Linked DNA regions of Lactuca sativa: region 1 is linked to region 2. Evidence: chromatin contacts called from public Hi-C data. All regions are on one chromosome and are shown on one strand. Each heading gives the region's core, a stretch centred on a gene start, on an enhancer-like site or on the middle of the called end of the contact. The rest is flanking DNA. Distances are from core to core; before and after follow the strand shown. Region 1 holds the start of LOC111888125 (40S ribosomal protein S8). Region 2 holds the start of LOC111888105.

What was found. Hi-C and Micro-C count contacts between places; a contact is called where the count stands out from the background.
Region 1: a contact with region 2 is called in a Hi-C map of seed, with 2.9 times the contacts expected there. The contact joins the promoter of LOC111888125 here to the promoter of LOC111888105 in region 2. A contact is called at or near these places in 4 of 4 Hi-C or Micro-C datasets (bud, leaf and seed).

Annotation. Positions count from the first base shown.
Region 1 is chr9:163,788,825-163,791,524 of Lsat_Salinas_v11, reverse strand. LOC111888125 (40S ribosomal protein S8) reads right to left here and starts at 1,382. Exons shown (of 5, transcript XM_023884254.3): 1 at 1,236-1,382; 2 at 1,043-1,115; 3 at 253-592; 4 at 3-172. The coding sequence starts at 1,239. It overlaps LOC111888141, which reads right to left. Exons shown (of 1, transcript XM_023884271.2): 1 at 2,698-2,700. The coding sequence ends at 2,698.
Region 2 is chr9:163,611,498-163,614,197 of Lsat_Salinas_v11, reverse strand. It overlaps LOC111888105, which reads left to right and starts at 1,370. Exons shown (of 2, transcript XM_052767205.1): 1 at 1,370-1,620; 2 at 2,269-2,700. The coding sequence starts at 2,283.

The DNA of each region.
Region 1 (2,700 bases), core at 133-2,632, 180 kb before region 2:
ACCCATCAGCACGACCACATTGGCCAGGGCGTGATGAAACGGCAGCCAATAAACGACCACTTGAAAATTGCTCTTCAACATGTGGGTCCAGTTTGCGTTCCTCTTGACGCTTCTCTATCTTCCTAGCAACATGATTGCTCTTTTTTGTCTCCTCAGTAGCACCTTCTACTTCCTACAATTAAATCAAAATCACTAAATCTCAAAACCACAATACAAGTAAATATAAAAAATAAAATGAAAAGAAAATAATACCTCTCCATCTTTCTTAGCAGCAGAAGCAGCTGGAGCTTTCTTCTTTCGACCAATGTCAACTCCATAGTGCTGAAGGTACCATTGTTTGAAAGGTGCAGCATCAACTTGAACAATAGCACTCTTCACTAGTGTTTGTGTCCTCACCAATTCATTGTTTGATGCATTGTAAACCACATCCAAGATACGTGTCTTTCTTGTTACAGCTTCACTTCCCCATGAGTAGTTTCCTGTATCTAACCTCAATGCTCGCCACTTCACATTTCCACCACGAACTCTCACCCTTCTAACTGTCTTGTTGCTCGATATTTTAGTGTTTGCAGGCTGTCTTCCAAGCTCATACCTTTAAGAGAAACAACAAGTGTTAAAAAAATCTAAATAGAGTTTGATTTGATGGATGTTAATGAATTTGAATCATAACAGAATGTTTGAAATAAGAAGGATGTATATAAATACTGATAAAAATAAGATTACGAGATAGCATGTGTTGATCGGAAATCAGTTTCGTATTCAAGCGCAAATCGCTTTCCTCAATTCATTGATCCATAGTGTTCGACTTGAATGATAAAATCAATACAAGTTATCATCACAAACTCACAAACTCACAATCACATTATCAGGATCGAAATCAGTAAGCACAAACGAATAAAGAGAGAAATAAAAAGCAAACAGTATCGTGTCTACAGCGAACAGGACCGATGTTTCTAGTATATAACTTGTCTAGAATAGGATAATCATAACATAACTATACAGAAAATATAGACGGCATATGTTAATTTAGAGGAAAACTTACTTTCGCTTCTTTCTCCAGGCCTTCTTCTTGCCACCAGTGGCACGTCTCTTGTGCATCGAATCACGAGAGATACCTGAAACAGTAGAGAAACATCATCAGAATGTTCGTAATCATGATAGCACGAAGATGGAGATTACAAAGCAGTGTATCAAATCCGACGTATGAATTTGAGTTGGCCATTGGCAAAACTTACCCATGTTTGCAGATCAGAAGGATCCTCCTGCGCCTCTGAAGTCGAACTCTTGGGTGACAAAGAGAAAGTTTAGGGTTTCGCAGGGCAATGGCTTAAAAGGGTGAGGCTGATTACTTCTATTCGTATCTACTCAAAACCCTAGTGGCCTCGGTGAAATGTGGAGGCCCAATCACTTGGCCCAAACAAATTTTCTCGGCCCATGGATATTTTTTCATGAAATATTGTAGCAATCAACTATTCTGTTCGCTAAATCATAAGTAAATAAAAAAGGGTTATATTTTATATATATACCATAAAGAAATTGAACTGTAAAATATTATATTTTCATCAGTTAACTATTATACTCTTATTATAATGTTATCTGTATAAAATTTTCTTTCTTTTTTTCATTACATGTGGATAATTCATATATCAATATCAATGCCTCGATTATCCATGTAAATTTGTCATTCTTTTAGAGCATTCGGTGTGAGCAATAAGGTGCAACACCAAGTTGTGTCACCTTACATGTCACATAAGCAAGTGGTGTTATAACACATCAAGTGGGGAAATGGGCAACAAGATATAACACCAACTTTTTGAAAATAAATATGTTTTTTTTTCCGAAATTGGGTTTTTTTTACTTTTTCATTTATTTTCTTTCTTTTTTTTCTTTTTCGTTTTTTTCGTTTTTGCATTTTTTTTAATCACTAACATGAATATATTTTTTATAAAAAGTAACATTAAAAAAAAAAAAGACATAATATTTAAAATCTAAAATTACGATTACAATTAAAAAAAATAATTTTAAACCTAATATTATAACTAAAATATCATTCAGATTACTACTAAAACCATAGTTGTCAAAATCGCGATCCTGATCGTAGGATCGTGCGATCCTACGATCCTACATATGAAAAACGATCTAGATCGTAAAATGATCGTATTTGAGGTAGGATCGTAGGATCGAGATCCGATCCGATCCTACCTTCCTTTGATTTTTTTTTTTTTTTTTTTTTTTTTTGCAAATGGAATTTTTTTACCACTTTATATCTTTTACCATTTACCAATCTACCATTTATCATTTTTTATTGTGACTTATGACTAATATTTTGAAGTTTTTATAACTTTTGAACGAAAAATTAAATGTTTGAAATATTTTTCATTATTAAATATTATAAATTAAAATTATATTCTATTTTGTGGGATCTTAAGATCTCGATCCCGATCTTGCAAACCAAAAAACGATCCTAGGTAGGATCCTGATCTTGACGCCCTTGACTAAAACCACATAACAATCATAATTAACCCAAATATTTCTTCTTAATTTGTTCCTTCGTCGCTTGTAGCAACCCTAGATCAGCAGGCGCTAAACTCTCCTCGCTTGTCCGAAGAATTGACAACTGATATGTCATTAGTTCCCTCTCTTTTTGCTCCTGCTTCTCCCGTGCCTGCCTTTCCAGGAACTCCAAATGACGACGTTTCA
Region 2 (2,700 bases), core at 121-2,620:
ATTGTAAACATTGAGAGTGGGCAAATTGTCCCAATACGTCGCGAGGTGATGATGGGGTCCTGACTGTTACATTAGAAGCGGTTGTTTCATATGACCTATGGTTTTGACATGTATTCTTTGGTATGATGGGGTCCAATAATCACTTGAATGTGCTTCAAGCGTCTCCGTTATTTAACAATATTTTGCATGATAAAGCACCTGACATGTGATACGTTGTGAATGAAAATGAATATAATTATGAGTATTACTTAGGTGATGGTATACATCCAGAGTATGCTACAATTTTTAAGTCATATTCATTTACATCCGATGAAAAATGAAAATTGTTCAAGTTAGCACATGAATCTGCAAGGAAGGATGTGGAACGAGTGTTTTGGAGTCCTAAAACAAAAGTGACACATAATCAAACATCTAACACGAACATGGGATATGAAAAAACTAACGACATTGTTGATTGTTTGTGTTATTTTACATAACATAACAATAAAAGAAGAGGATAGGGCTATTTGTTCATATATCGGGAACGACATACTTAATCCACCTGCAGTAATACAAGTTGGTAACCCGACATAGTTTTTTAGGTTTTTGGAAATACAAAACCGTAAAACACATCACAATATACATCATGATTTAACCGAGCACATATGAGAAAGACAATTCCAAGGGAAAAATGATGATGAAGACGAAGAGGATGAATGCAGTGACAATGAGGCAAATAAGTATGGTGACGACCACGAGTAGTGTTTCTCAATGGTTTTTTATGCTTTAAAATTTTATGTTTTTTAAGTAGTGTATTGTTTTATTTTTTTATGTTTTATGTTTATTTTAGTAATATAGGTTTTAAATTTCTATGTTTTTAATTAATTAAATGTGATTTTATTTTTTTGTGTTTTCAAAAAATTTATTTATGTTTTTATTTAATATAGTGTTACAAAAAATTAAAAAAGTTAAAAAATTAAAAAAAGAATATTATGTAGTGGTAACCATTTTCAATGTTTTATGGTTGGTGGTGAAGCTGACATGCACAGAAGTGACAACACTTTTTCGGTGGGTTAATGGTGACCACTTCGTATTATCGTATAGCCTAATAGAAGTTGAATTTTGTTGATGAATTATAAAACTTAGGCATTTTTTTATAGATGGAAAAACTAACTATTTCAGCAATTTTTATAAGTTTTGCAACTAGAAAGTCATGAAATCGAACGAAAATTATATATATTTTTTGAACTTTTTCTAAAAAGTATATAATGATAAGATTTTTCAAACTAAACATAAAGTGATTTTTTTTCAAATATTTATATCTTAATTACTATACCTGATTATATTGCCACACCACTTGGTTGAAAAACTCCTTGAATTTTCTTTGCATAACATGTCGGTAGCATAATCTACCATTATTTTATTAACAAGAAGACAATTCGAACTTGATTATTGAAAAGAATACCCACCACCCCCCTCAAAATCCAACCACACAATCGCATAATTTTCTTCATTCTTCAAAATCAATACACACTCTCCAATTTTCCTCATTTTCGAGCTCGATTTCTCCAAAGATTTCATTGAATCCAAACACCAACATTCTACAGCAGTTTCTTGGACTCTGGTGATTAAAAAAAAAAGGTAAGAAAGGACTACACTTTCTACTCAATCTTTGATGCTTTTCTGCTTTATCCTTTTCCTGTGCAATCGACTTTTAACAATTCATGGGTTTTTTATTTTATGATTCAAAGGGATCTATATCTACTACCGTTTTAGCTTCTCTTTTTCCCTGTTTTTCCTCTCTTGGATTCTGAGGTTTTGTTCTTTGAGGTAAAGTAGTTAACTTTATTGGAATATGCTTATTGAATCGAGTTTTGTGCTATCCTTTAGTCAAAATAGGGTTTATGTTCATCCAATAACTATTGGGGTCAGTACGTACTTGAGCTCTGACAATATTTCGCGGGTCTCTATATATATGCATGTGTTTACAGTTTAGGTGATCTAAATTAGGGTTTTTGCTTCCCCTTTTTGAGAATTCTGTTTCCCAATTGAGAATCCAGGTTAGATTTTTATGTTGATCATGAAGTTTAATTATTTGAATTGTGTGTTGTTAACTATGATTACATTTTTTTGGTAATTGATTGGCTGCATAATCTGTTGCGTTCTTGAATCATGAATACTTTTGTAGTTTTCTGTTTATCAACATATGCAAAAGGCACACGTCATTGCTCTGTAATTTCATGATCTGAAGAAACAGTTTCTTGATTATTATGTTTCAATGTTTTCCAGGTGTAATTAAATTCATGGAATCTCCACAATCTGTTGTATCACCATTGAAGAACTCATCAATTTACTCCGACCCAAAAAGCCATAATCTCAATCAGTCCCCAAAAAGCCCTGAATTCACATCAAAAAAACCCGACCCATCCCTTGGTGTTCTCGATATCTACGTTCATCAAGCTAGAGACATTCAAAACATCTGTATATACCACAAACAAGATGTTTATGCCAAAATTACCCTCACTACCAACCCCGAAAAATCCGTCACCACAAACACAATAAATGGAGGTGGACAAAATCCCGTTTTCAACGAAAAGGTTTCAATCGATGTCCCCACTCTTGACACTTCAATCAAATGTGAAATATATATGTTAAGCCGAGTCCGGAATTACCTCGAAGATCAATTGCTAGGTTTCACTGTAATCCCACTTTCCGATGTTA